Regions from separate parts of the Anas platyrhynchos genome. Here region 1 is linked to region 2. Evidence: chromatin contacts called from public Hi-C data. All regions are on one chromosome and are shown on one strand. Each heading gives the region's core, a stretch centred on a gene start, on an enhancer-like site or on the middle of the called end of the contact. The rest is flanking DNA. Distances are from core to core; before and after follow the strand shown. Region 1 holds the start of FAM171A1 (family with sequence similarity 171 member A1). Region 2 overlaps FAM171A1 (family with sequence similarity 171 member A1).

Evidence for each region. A called contact is a pair of places that touch in the nucleus more often than the background predicts.
Region 1: a contact with region 2 is called in a Hi-C map of F5 follicle, with 2.3 times the contacts expected there. The contact joins the promoter of FAM171A1 here to the enhancer-like site in region 2. A contact is called at or near these places in 4 of 8 Hi-C or Micro-C datasets (F1 follicle, F5 follicle, skeletal muscle and 1 more).

Annotation. Positions count from the first base shown.
Region 1 is chr2:137,637,693-137,645,054 of IASCAAS_PekinDuck_T2T, reverse strand. It overlaps FAM171A1 (family with sequence similarity 171 member A1), which reads left to right and starts at 4,475. Exons shown (of 9, transcript XM_072033672.1): 1 at 4,475-4,841.
Region 2 is chr2:137,563,562-137,570,541 of IASCAAS_PekinDuck_T2T, reverse strand. All of the region lies in intron 6 of FAM171A1 (family with sequence similarity 171 member A1), which reads left to right. Among named protein-coding and RNA genes, the nearest start is that of NMT2, 25 kb to the right of the region's middle. Within about 2 kb of position 2,386, at least 2 of the 8 cell types and tissues checked have an H3K27ac peak or open chromatin away from gene starts, as enhancers often do. A contact at or near this core is called in F1 follicle and F5 follicle, where this site is marked.

The DNA.
Region 1 (7,362 bases), core at 3,226-5,725, 72 kb before region 2:
ATCTTCAGGGCTTTGTACTCACACACTCATTTTTTTTTTTTTTTTTAATATTTAGTTGTGTGATCTTGCATATGTCATGTAACTTGCACGCTGGTAAACAAGGACTCTGCTAGAAATGATAAAAGTACTTCAAAGCCATTCTTAAATGCACAGACTGGTATTAGCACCCAGAAAGGCTGGAGAACAGCTTGCTACAGATATGTATTTACGACAAATGTTTGTGCCTCTTGGATCACTGAATTCACTTGCTATATAGAAAATATTTAACTGTTAATGTGTTATAGATTTGTCGTTGGCTGTCTGAGCATTGCTTTCAGAAGTTACATTTGTACACATGGAAATAATACCACCTGAAAAGATGTGCTAGAAGATGTGAGAGAGAACACAAAGGAACTAATTAGCCTGAATTTTTGTTTAAACATATTCAACACACCATTCAAAAGCATCTGTGAAACTACTCACCATAGGAAACTGAAAATTTTAACTACAAGCCTAACCTCGAAGTAAAGTATATAGTCTTCAAGGCACTCTTTGAATATCTGTTCACTAATGCCTGGTGCTAACAGCCTTAGTAATAGCTAATCATGTAGTAAGTATATTAGTATACATTACTTGAAGGGTCAACTATTTAGAAATTTGTTCATACAATGTGAATATATATAATGTGTAGCCTCAGCTTGGACTAGAGGAATAGGAAATGCTGTAGAAAGGAGACATTTTATTTCCCAGCTTGGGTTAAGAATACATCCTGTCCCTGCTGCACCTCCAGTACCAGGGCTCAAATATCCCTCCTAAATAGAAATGAGCAGAGTTAGCTAAACTCTCACGGGAGCCTGTCTCAGGGCATTTTACTGTATTTCAGTGGGATTTACTGACATCTCTCATGTGTTGTTTACTCAAGCTGCAGGAAATCGGCTCCTTTTTTCCTATAAAGGTGTATAGCCAATAGGTACCAATAATAATAATTAAAAAAAAAGCATGAAAACATGACTGGGGTGTAACTGATATTTGCTTAAGTCTGAAGAGGATTTGAACTGAGCTCTAAGACATGAACTATCTCACATGTCACAGTGAGTGTTCATTCAGAAATCAATGGCGTTACCAATATGTCAGTATTAGATACTTAAGTGCTCATTGAAGCAAGGGAGAAAGGATCATCTCAAGAGGAGCTATTTGGAAGAATAGCTTGGTTTCATGACATGAATGGGTGCATTTATGAGAGTGCTACCATATAATTATATATATAAATTTAGCTTACTTGGGAAAGAGACAAGCCCTGTGTGCTCAGTATAGTCTTTAAGTATATCTGGGCTCCAATAAAGAGAGCTAACACAGGAAGCCTGTGGTATTGTATATATAGCTTGTTTTTAAAATATGCATAGCCTATTTAGGATCAGGTGTCTGCATCTCATTGCAGAAGGTCAAATTAGTTATGGAAATAGAGTGGAAAATACCGCTTTTCTTTTCATCGTCTGAGAAGTTATCTTTAGATGGAATATTGTAATATCAATATACAGATATTAACTGATACGTCATTTGGAAATAAGAGATCTCTGAATAACCACTTCCCACAAAGCTTTCGTCCTATCTTCACATCTAATTGTCTTCTGTGAAGTGGTAGCAGATAATGGCATCTCTTAGTCATGGATCCAGATTGGCGAGCTGTATTTCCCAGGCTAAATAAAACCTGAAAGCTATGAGACCACTAGCCTTACAAAGTTGAATTTCATAACTTACTCAATTTCAATTTCAATTTCAACCTTACTCAAGTTAGGTAGGGAAACATAACAGGGTAAGGCCAGAGCAGTCTATAATCCTGATGAGTTTTGATAGTTCTCAATGTACAGCCACAGGAGAGGGGCAGGTGCTATGCTGAGTGGCTACACATTGTCTTTCTTATTTGAGGGAAGAAGGCAATGAGGAAAAAGCAAAGTTAATTTTCCATACGCCTGTAGCTTTTACTATGAATTACAAACCTTTCTCTTCTGAAACTGCAAATTCATTGAATTTGCATTGAATTTGGTCGGGTGAACAAATGCCGCCAAAGCTGAATCTTGAAACAGAATATTTGTTTAGTAGTGATAAAGCAAAAGTTTGTATTTTTTGTAAAACATGATCAAGCCCCATGTAAAGGGCTTTTTACTTTCATAAATGTAAATTCTGGACAAAAGTCAGTGTAATATCCTATTTCTCAGTGCAATATCTCATTTCTTTTCCACCCCAACCATTCTGAGGAGATATATTCAATGCCAACATTTGATGGCAAAATTGTTATCAAAATATGCTAATATAATAATGCTAATAATAAATATCCAGGTATCTTGTTGCTTTAGAGTAAACTTTTCCTCATTACATGGACTAATAGTGCAGTACTTTCCAGCCCGTTTCAGCTTGCTCTTGCAAAAACTTGACTCGTGCCAAGTTCTGGTCTACAGAAAATGAAGCATTTTTGATGTAATACAGAAACTTGAAATCTGTTTCCATTGCTACAGCTACCCAGACATACTAATCAGAAATGGAAAAGCACTTCTATGCTGTTTATTTTGCTTCAATGTTCTTAAAATGGCTAACAAAGAGACAAAGTATGGTAGCTTTTTGATGCTATACACAGACTAACGCCTTCTTTGAGGTGATGTAGGGTTTACTGATAATTTAAAACAGCAAGTTTTTCAAACACCAAAAATAGTCAAAATTTTGTTTGGAGTAGTTATCTGCTGATGCTGCAAGGACCATGGTATCCGTTTTCTATGAAAGGAATAAAACTATATTCAGGAAAATGCATATTCTTTGTAAGAAATAGGTCTGGCTTTCTTTATGGTCAGAGATCTCTTACACTTAACTTTCAAGCTATGGCTTTCATCTTATTTGTACTAATTTAAATTCATGGACATCCAAAGAAAGAGAAGTAGGATCTTAAAAAAGGTGGTAGACTGTATGCAATTTTTTTTTTTTTTTTTTTTTACCATATGGCTAACGTTCTTTCTTTATGAAGGAATGTGTCATAGTAATGATGGTTGGTGGTTGGACCAGATGATCTTGGAGGTCTTTTCCAACCTTAATGATTCTGTGATTCTATGATAGCAACTAACAGCCTCCAAACCTTCATCTGTTTTCTGTTTTAAATCCTCTGGGCTCTTCAGACCATTTTTGGTTCATTGCAAATGTTCAGACAGGACACGAGACAGTATTCAAATCTTTGTTTTAAGATACAGGGATAAGATCAGATGATCTGTATGCGCTCACTTGGTCTGTTCTTTGAAATGAATAGTCTTTCTGTAACTACTTTTCTCATAGGAACGAGCTTTAGAAATAAATCCTCCAAACTCTCAATAAAAATAATAATAGTAATAAAAAATAGCAATGTCTACACCATTGTTGTCAAGTCTAAGAAAATGTATTTGAACCTCTTAACAATAAAATCAGGGTAAAATACATTATAATCAATTGGAGTGTCTCCAAAAAGAAAATGGAAAATATTCAAGGATTGCAAAATCAGTTTTATACTTCTGGGATATGAGTTGCATAAAATTCAGTAAAGAAACAACCTGTAGCTTGTGGTAGCTAGTCTGGTTACATACTGAAGTGGTGGTAAACAACTGTATTGCTTCCTATAAATAAATATCCAACATTTTTATGGTAGATTTTATTTAAAAATAGAATTGTTACAAGTTGAAGCCATAAAATAAGATGCCTCTATGAGGGATTAAACTTCCATGTATGCGAACTTCAGCCTTACAGGCAAACAGAAGCATAGACAGCATTTGGGACCAGATCATGGGAAATCCGTGAGCTGGTGGGGCCGAGGCTTTGCTTTGCACAGCTGTATAAAGACTTGCCATAATAGCTGTCCCTAGCAGCAGTCAGGAAACATGAGCAGCACCTGGGAAGCACAACGCTCAGCAGAGCCAGGCAGCCGTGAGCGCTGCGGCATTGTGTCATCTCCTGGGGAGAAAGTAACACCGAGAGATGTACACCGAGAGATGTACACCAAGAGATGCTCTTACGGATGGGGCAGATTAAACCTGAGAGAAACCGTCCTGTGAGGCCTGCTAGGATGCGGTGACAGCCACCACTGCATCCCCACGGGCTCTGCAAGGCCACAGCGGGCGCAGAGCCGCCACCTCGGCCTCCAGCATCTGCCTTCAGCCGCTCGCCCTTCCTTTCTTGCCCCATTTTTGAAGGCCCTTTCCCCGAAATGATCCCGTGTGCCCTTCGCCCTCCCTAGCCTTTATTTTCGCCCTGCAACAGGCGAGCAGGCCCCTGCGAGCCACCGCGCCCCTCGCCCGCCTCGTCCCCCCGTCCCCCCCCGCCAGGCAGAGGCCATTTTGCGGCTGCCGAGGGGAGGCAGGGGGGCGGCGGGGATAGCGGGGACGAACCCCGGGGGCAGGTAAGCACGGCCGGGCTCCGGGGCTCGGCGGAGGGACCCCCATCGTCCGCCCGCCCCCCTCGGCGGGGCAGGGCCGGCAGGGAGCGCTGTGCCCCCCCGCAGGCAGCCGGGGCCGCGGAGCCCTTCCCCCGTCTCCTCCCCGCCCGGCCCGGGGGGGACGGGGGCAGCGGCGGCCGGGCGGGGAAAGCAGGAGGGGCAGCGCCCGGCAACATGGAGGGAGGCGCGGAGCGGGCCGGCCCCTGATGCGGCTCTTCCTCCTCCTCCTCCTCCTCCTTCTCCTCCTCCTCCTCCTCCTCCTCCTCCTCCTCCTCCTGCTCGGGGCAGCGGCTCCGGCGGCGCTTCGCTTCCCTCCCGGCGGCGATGAGCAGGTCGGCGGCGCTTCTCCTCTGCCTGCTGGGCTGCAACGTCTGGAAGGCGGTGACCAAAACCTTAGGGGCGCCCGAGGCGGCTCAAGGTCGGTGCGGGGAGGAGGGCGGCGGGACCGGCCCGCTTTGTGCCGCGGCTCCCCGGAGCTGGAGGCTGCATCGTGCCAGCAGCCTTGGGAGGTTGGGGGGGGGACCGGGGAGAAATAAGGGGGAATTGGGGGGGGGCGATGGGAGACCCCCTCCCGGGGACAGCCCCGCGGTGCGACCCCCGCGGCTGGGGAGCTTTTGTTAGCGGCAGGGGCTGCCGCCGGCCTCATTGTGCGGCCCCCTCGCTCCTTCCCTCCCTCCCTCCCTCTCTCCTTCCTTCCCTCCCCGCTTCCCGAGCTGTTGCATTGCGTCCATCCCCCCCCGGCAGCCCTCCTGCCGCAGGGCCCGGGGTTGGGGGGCGCCCGGCTCCTGGCCCCAGCTCCTCGCCCCCCTTCTGTGGGGCCGCCGTGCTGCGGGCTCGCCCCCTTCCCCCGGGGCTGGCCGGGCCCCGCAGGGACGTTTTGGGGCCTCATCCCGGCCTTTTGTTCGGTGAGGAGGGCTGGGGCAGCCGGGGAAGGCGATTTGATAGCCTGGCACCCACCAGCACCTCTGGGCTGGGAGCAGGAGCCCCGCTGGGGCAAGAGCCCAGCACCCCGGGGTGCTGTGGGGGTGCCCCTGTGGCAGTCGCTGTCCTCCTGGGCCCAGTTGTGCAGCCCTGCACCTCGCAGGTACCCGTGGGCAGGGTGTGGAGCAGCACCTGCCCCATAACCCGCACCCCATGTGGATGCCAGGTGGGTAGGAGGCGATGCTCCGTGCCCTGCTGGCTCCCGGCGTGGTGTGACGGAGAGCTGCTCCTCGCTGCGCCTGGAAAAGGGCCCTGCAGCAGCAGTGCGACCAGGACTGTGTCAGAAAGCAGAAAACCTGGCGACCTGGTGGTCCTGAACGTGCCAGGCCCTGGATGTGCCGTGATTAAATGCATCTCCAGCATCGTCAGTTGCCTCGTAGCTTGCGCTGTCAAGTGGCCCTGCACCATCAGGGGTGGAGGAGGTCTTACTCCAGCTCAGCCCCCGTGGCTGTGCTCAGTGGCCTTCTTCCCTCTGCGGTAGGATGGAAGTACATCTTGTAAAGAGGGTGCTTGTGTCCCGTTTCCTATAAGCTTTCCTGTCCTGCCCTTCATTAAGACCCAGTGAGCAATGCTTGCCACAAGAAATGAAGGAATACGTTCAAAGTGATATTTTTTTGACTTTTTTATACTTGTAGTTATGGTATACGCTGTAGGTAGACTCTTGTGCTCATATATTCAAAAGGTGCTGGTATCTCATAGAAAAACCTACCACGCTAGGCGATCTGATGTCAATGTCATATTCAGTCCTTCTTTTAAGGACAGAACATCAGCTGTTACAAAATAAGTACTAAACTATGACTCAAGGGCCATTAAACTCAGGACTGTATTGAGTTTACTGACAGGTGAGATGGGGAGAAAAAGACCTGTGTGCATCCCTTGATGCTAGTACTTGGTATCTGAAGTTCTATTGTAATTTCTGTATCATAGGAGAAATCTGTTGTATGCACAATCAGAATGGTGAGGTATCAGCAAAATTAATGCTTTTCAACCGTCCTGTTGATCTTACCTCCTACTGTAAGCTCAGCTCAGAGTATCTTGGAGAGACTTGTCTCCATAGCTGCTGCATTCCCATCAGAACTGCTAGCTGATGCTTTAAGTAATAGCAGCTATGTCAGTGAGTTGAGAACATTTGGATGTAGATGGTCTAATTTTATCTTCAGTGTAAGAGCAGCTCAGCTTTCATAGGTAGCATTATTTCCCAAATTCTTATTGTGAGCTTTGGATGTCTGCATTGGTAAATGGGTATGTAGAGCTGATCTAGCACTGAAGCATGAGCTGTAATTATTAGTTACCAGCTATTTACCGTGAATCTCTTTTAAAAAAGCTTGTGATGCAAAATTGTTGTTTGTGTACCCATCAGGTGTGAACATCAGGGGGATGGGGATGGGGAAGTGTTTTAGCACCCCGCACATTCCTTGTTTGTGTGCTGAGCACAGCAAGCGCTAAGTGGTTATACAGCTTAAACCAACTGTTTTTTCCCTCCTGCCCTTTAGCACCGTGGTGATAGTTCTAGCTACAGGTGAAGAGAGAGCACCACTGCCAAAGTTTAGGGATGCATGCAGATGACATTCTTTCCTCTGAATGGATGCACCCCCTGTGGCTGGGAAGAGACTAGAGTACCAAGGCATCCGAATGAAGGTGGAGGTGAGAAAACCAGAGGATGCTATTGTGAAGTAATTGCTTCAACTGCAGTATTTAGTACTGGACAGATTACAAGAGACTATGGTAGAATCCTCTCTGTGGTGGGATAGGTTAAATGAGAGATATAGTTAAGATTTTCCATTCCTCTGTTAATGTGAATATGTCTCAGACTTGGAGCTATTTGAACATGGGTTATGTAGCTGGTGTCCTGATTCAGGAACGGAAGATGAGCGAGTCTTTGCATCTAGCATTTCTCTTTCTCACTGCTCTCGGCCTTCTGTTCAGACGATTCCAGCCTGAAATTCTGCTCAGGCAGG
Region 2 (6,980 bases), core at 1,137-3,636:
TCTGAATCCCACCAAGGAACAGGAAAATATTTTCAACACTTCTCAACAGTGTATGGCAAAAGACTCTTGGAGTGAAGGAGATAAACCTCCTCCCTTTGTCTCTTCACTCCTTAAAATGTGTTCCCTTTTGTGCAATAACATACATGAAGTTCAGAGTACTATTTCTCTGTTCCTGCTCCTCCCCAAACACTTGGTGTACGTCGCTGACATGACCTTGTGGGGTTTAAATTGCTAGCTTCTTCACAGGGGAGGAGATTTTCCCCAGTGCCTGAAAGCTCAACCATGTATTAATGTAAAGTGATAGCAGAATATGGAGACAAGTATCTTGGGGAACTCTTTTTATAGCTTTATAAAGAGCAATATTTTATGTACTCTCACTGTGCTGTGTCAGTGCTTTCTGGCTGCATTTGATGCCATAATAGATATCTAAATACATTGGGATGTCTGATACTTTTTATTGGGTGACGTGCTGCCTCCACTGAAAAAATATCCATTGATTTTTGTGGAGTCAGAATGTCCTACGTGTTCCTTCTTCAGCAAAATGAAGATAATGTTTTCTGTGCTCGTAAGAAGTTGTGAGAATATACTTACATATAAAGACTGTGGGTACCTATTTAAACTTGACTGCAATATGGTTTAGTTGTATTTCGTGTAGATCAAGTTCATTTTATGTTCCTAGCGCTTACAGGAAGAGAGGAGCAGCTCCTGTCAGGACCTGTAGCAGGTTATGTCTGCCTGTCTAATAGTTCTAGATAAGGTGACTTGTAAAAGTCTCCAATTTGAACTTCCCATGTGGTAGCAATAATAATTCTCCCAAAGGAAACAACAACTTTTTCATAGTTTAAAAATAAAATGCATTCCTCTTTGTTGTGGATTCAGTTAACTTCTGATTGCCACCATATTCATGCACTGCACGATAGACATGAACTAAATTAACAAAAAAATAATGCAGTCCATGCTCTGAACTTAGGTCGGACGGACTGTGTTTGGACTACATACAGCTGCTTACGTGACCTGGGACTTCATGTGCTTCTCAGTGGGTTTTTCTGGGTTTGCTACGTGTGAGAGATGTGCATAACACTGTTACTGTAATTGGCTTTTGCATTGCCCCGAGTCCCAGCAAAAAATGCATTACTGTAATCAGCACAGTGAACATGTTCTCTGCCCCCAAAGCCTGGTTTTAATACAGGCAGCATAACCAGCTTTGCAGACTGCAGGGAGATGAAGCCTCCACAATGCTGATACAAGTTCCTTGACGATTTGAATTTCATTTCCATTCTGTGATTCTGTAATATGCGAGGGCACTGCTTTACTGCGAGGATGACAGAGCACTGGAACAGGTTGCCCAGAGAGGTTGTGGAGTTTCCTTCTCTGGGGATATTCAAAACCTGCCTGGATGCCATCGTGTGCAACGTGCTCGGAGTGATCCTGCTCGGCAGGGGGTTGGACCCGATGATCTTCACAGGTCTCTTCCAACCTCGCCATTCTGTGATTCTGTGACTTCCTTCCTATATTAACTGTCAAGGTTAGATTATTCTTAAAAACTAAATACACCGAGGAATACAGATTTTTAACTAACTGCTTTTAAAGAATTCCATATTTTGTGTGTTGCCATAGAAATGGCAGCTCCCAAACCCAGCTTTTTACCATATACGATGTCTACATAATAGGTGCAGATATAATTGCAGAGTAGTAGACAGACCTCAGCAGTGAAAGGAAAAGAAAGAAGCTCTTCCCCTGATGCTTCACAGTGTTGCTCGCTGAGGTATGTTTCTCTATCTTGAGTCCTTCGGAGAGGTGCAGTGGATCACAGGAGGCAGCCGGGTTTGTTTGTGGATATGTACATTGTTTTAAAAATGTCTGTTGTGGTCTTCACACGTGTAAGTGATGTGAATGGATTCCTTGATCCTGTCCCCACCTCTTGTGCTGTCTGAGCTGAGTGAGTGGTGGCAAGAGGACTCTGTGGCAAAGCAGAGCATTTTGGGGAGATTAAGAGGACGTTGAAGGAATCAGGTCGGTGCCAAAACTTGCTATGTGAAAATAATCTACCATTATGTTGTCAAGGAAATCAAACTTGAAACAAATAGCATTGCTTCTGGGAACAGGTTTTATTAATAGACTATACATTGTATTGTGTAGATGGCCCTGTAGCTCCACCTACAGAAGCCACGCAGTAGAAGGTGGGACAAGATAGACATCAAAACTCGGGAAGTGGAGAAAAGCAGCCGCACAAGCAAGCGCTCTTGAGTGGGAGAGGAATTGAAGGTTGGTGGAAATAGAGGTAGGAATGCATAGAGCAGGAGGGCACATCGAGTGTGAAGCGTCTGGCTGGGGTTGGAAGAAGCCGGGGAAGCCCTGGGACAGCCTTGCTCCGCAGCCTTGGGATGGTAGATAAATCACAACAGGCTTCTGCTTCCACTGCCAGCCTGAGACCGTGAGTGTGACGTGAGGCTGAGTGAAGGAAAAGGCATGCAGTGTGTTGAATTGCCTCATCCTTTTACTTATTACTTGTTCTAATAATTTTGTCAATAGCTGACTGTGATTAATAATATGATAAAGTGAGGATTAAAGGCAGTATCTTTCATGTACACGAGTGACCAGGGATGGTGGCTCAGCAAGCATAACTAAGCTTTCCTTTTTGAAATATAATTATTAAGCAAGAATTATGCATGGAAGTCATTTTTATTTAATAAGTCACTTCTGTTCTGGCATTCTGGAAGGAAATGCTGAGGGGACCGAAACAATGCTTGCAGTTCCTGTACGATGTGCTCTGCCTTCTGCCCAGACACAATTAAAATTATTAAATAAAAACTGGCATGCTCTTTTGTTATATATTGACAGGTGATTTGAGGGAAAGATGAATAGAGTTTGCAAAAGCTACAGAGCTTCTCAGGCGTTAGTCAGGAATTGAACTGGTAGATTTTGCAGAAGTCTTCCAGGTAGGTTAGAAGAGTGTGTTTCCCTTAGAGCACACCAAATAATGATGGTGCTGCTAAACAGTAGCAGGACTTAGCCACGGAAGGCTTGTGTAACCAACTCTGTAACACTGGAAGAATAATGAAGGTATGAGCTCAGAGCAAGGACGTTTATTTTTTGATGTTGCCTAGCAACTCAAAAAAAAACAAAAATGTAATATTAACTTAAATACTGAAAATTTTTAAACCTGTGTGCATTGGGGGAAGGAAAAGGAGGAGAGTAATCTCTACCGATAGTCACAAGGAAGAATTTTTCAACCTCCTATTTCCTTGTTTTTTAGCTGCTTATAAAATGAACAAAAGTAAAACTAAAAAAAAACATCCTTCTGTAGGAAAACTTCCTATGCAGATGCAGATTAGAGGTGATTTTCTGCTGGAAAAAGAAATCTGATAAGCAGCTTTCAGCTGGTAGAATGAAAAGCTACAATTTGTGTATGTCAGAAGGTACTTCAAGAAGTTATTTTCAAAACTCGCCCTTGATTAACTCTCCATAATAACATTGCCATTGGAAGTGTCTAAATCAATTACTTCTAGAAACACTGGCAGGGGTGTTCTGAATATCCTCTGCAGTCCCGCAGTCTGTCTGATAATAAGCTGGCTCTTGCCTTTTGACACACACACCTCCATTTGAATGGGAATCTCTGCTTAAACAGGACGTTCCTACAAGACATTGTAGACATCACAGAAGAGAGCTGTGCTGAAAGAAAACCACTTCTCATTAAAAAATATTTATTTAAAACATCTACGCTATTAAATAGTACTGTTAAAAGCCTCTGTCTTTTCTTTCAAAAAATCTTTTGTCCGGGGAAGTTAATGTTGTGAATAAAAATAAATTCATCTAATGGGATTAGGGTTAATTTGCTCTCTGGCTAATTAAATCCTCTTATTTGCCAAACCAATTGGAAGGAAATCATTTGTGCTGTATAAGTAGCACAACTTTGGTTCCCTGCTTGATACCTTTCAGTGTGATTGGATGATCCTATCACCAAGTTGTTTAAAAGAACCAAAGTAAATAGCAAACTGTGCTTAGTCAGTGGACGACCCTCTTAACAAAAGCTCATGTGTAAAAGTAAATTATGGAAAAGAAAACCACAGCTGCCATAAATTTAAACACTGGTGTTATTTATACATTATGACTGTCCTTAGGAGAAGCTGCTGGCTACAGGACACTCCTCTAACTGTCACTGACCAGAATTGTTTTGATCAGCAATAGGAAGGATGCACAAAGAAAGCAGAAGTCAGCGCAGCGGTAATGATCTGGAAGGCTCTGAATTGGTCAGCTTAGAAAGTTTGATATGAACTAAGCGCTATTACACATTCCCCAGAGGGCTGAGTTTGGTGCTCGAATGCCAATGTGCAAACTCCTATTGAAGTCAGCACACCCAGCTAAAAGGGGCATTTGTCTCCTTTATTCTTGACTTTAATAGGAGTCACATGCATCTATCCAGAGCAGATGGCCTCGCGTGGCAGTGCTGCCTGAATTCAGCCCAGTCCTGCATCCCGTAAGCCAACAGGAGGTTTGCCATTTACTTTGGTTGGAGCAGTGTGTGATTGTCAGCGGGCACAGTCACACACATGGAAGCGAGAAGGGCGTACGTTTCCACTGATTTTACTAGAGATTAATCTAAAATAGTAAAGCCTAGCTTTAAATATATGAAAGTAGTGACTTGATCTGAGGCGCCGTGCCTCTAGACTGCAAAAGCAGTCCCATTTGTGCTGTCTGGATCCAGCAAGCTGTCAGACTGAATAGCATCTTCGAAGACAATAGGACGTGTCTTTTCTGGGCAGGCTGGCCATACGTGCAGTGACCTGATTTTGTGGAGAAATAGTCTAGAACAGGTTTTACATAATGGATTTTCTGCAATAGCTGCCCATCTGGATACTCTCCTTGCTGAAAGTGCTTTTTTTTTTCAAGCTGATTGAGAAGTAAGTTAGATAACAGAAAGGCGTTTTTAGTGCAGAATGTGTGCTAAAATGGAGGTCTAATATGAAAACCTTTTGCTGCTAAAATTACTTAGGATAGTAACCTCTCCCCCCTTATTGGAAAGTCCTAAAAGCTGTCTGAGATAAATAAAGCATGCTCATCACAATCAAAGTTGCAGCAGAGTAATAACTCTAGCAGAACTTCTGCTCTGCTGAAATCTTCAGACTGTCTCTGGTATTTGGGTATTTCTGCAGTCAGATGGAGCTCAGCTTTATCTGATTTTTTTTTTATTAGAAGTTTTCTTAAAGTACTCTCATTTTTTATATCTTTTGCAGTGTTATTGATGGTAGTTTTCGTACTTTACTTCACTTAAATGTAGAAAGGCATGCTGGGCAGCAGTTTTAAAAGGTTTTTTAGAAGAATTTTGTTAAATGGCAACATTTATTCCAAGATATCAGTAACGCTAAATGCAATTTTTGTGAGGAAAGAGTTAAGAAACTCCTAGGTTTTCCCCCTGCCATTAGCTTGAGCCAGGAGACAGCTCCCCTGACTTGAGTCCTGGATCAGCGTGTTGGCTTCACTGAGCAGTAATAGAGGAAAAAGTGGAAGAGAAATGTAAAAATGATCTATAAGCAAGATTGTCTCTATATTTAGAAGTTTTCCGTGGAGCACCAGACACTCTTTAAGAATTGATGACAAATTGGCTCAAATGGTGCCGCGCTGACAAACTCTACTGAACTTGCTGTTTCTGCTCCAAGGAGATATTGGCGTGTTTTCTTTGGAACTACACAGCCAGTCTTGAACAAAAATGATCAGTTCCATTACATCCAGTCATTTGTATTGCTGCTTGTTTATAATCGTGTGTTCCTTGCTACTTAGCAGTTGTTACACATTGTGTATAACTTAGCAAGCAGTGGAGCTGCTCAGTTGTGCTGACTTGGGAGGAAAAAGGAAGTAGATGATATAGGATGTTTGGAGAATAATGAATTAAATTATCATAACACTTAGCCGTGCAGGGAGATAAAACCTCTGTTCCCTCCTAAATCCTTCTGTTTAGTTCTCCTGCAATCGTAATCCTGCCTGCACAAAAGAAGTGAATACTGCTTGCCTTTATTCCGTTTGCAAGCTAGTGGATAGGAGAGGACAGAAAATGGAAGAAGTTCTTTATTCACTGCCCCTCGGTCTTCCCTCTTGCTTACAAGAGCAAGTACACGAGGACACAGTGGGTAGTTAGCTGCACATTTGGAGAGCATCTTGCTTCCAACTGCAAGGAAGGACCTGGAACAGGATAAGGAATTCATTCTTGACACTGCACAGCAGCAAACTGCTGCTTCCTCAAGGCAGCTTGAAATGCAAAGAGCATAGCCTGTAAGTACAACGTGATTGACTTTTGCTCGGTAGAAGGTCCAACATTAGTCATTACAGTGAGGTGTTGCACATGGAGAGTTATGAAAACACTGCTTGGTGTTTACTGGGAGTTGAAAAGTGACCAGGGAGTTAGTCCCTATGAAGGATGAAGTATGAGAGAGACCTGGGAACGCCCTAATGGACTTACAGAATACCGCAGGCACATCACTTCCCTCCAGTAACACTGTGTTGGCTTTCAGCTACTTGATCACAAAAGAAACAAGACAGCACTTTGTGTTTCAGCTGTTTCCCCTCAAACCTGTTTTTCTGCTGCTGTTGTGGAGGATGGAGTTCTTCATTCTCCTCATCCCACCATATGGGAGGATACTCTTACATTAGGGAACTATCGGTAAGAGATGGCAGAAGTGTAAGGCAAGTTTATCAGCAAACTATTGAACCAGGAAAATATTAAAAAGGGCAGCCAACAAGATTTTTTACCCATGGGAACACACTTGGCATTGCCTTGATGAAGGAACTTACATCAGTGCCATTTTAAAAGTAATTATTTTACATCCGTCCTCACATGCTAACATGTAGGGTATGGTCAACAGAAGTGTCTAACTCCTGTCTGAGGGTAAGTGATATCAGATATATGTCTCTTAGGTTTTTAAAACTCCTAGCTGTGCATAACAGAGCAAATAAATTCCATTTTTCCCAAGTGTTACACCAACCAT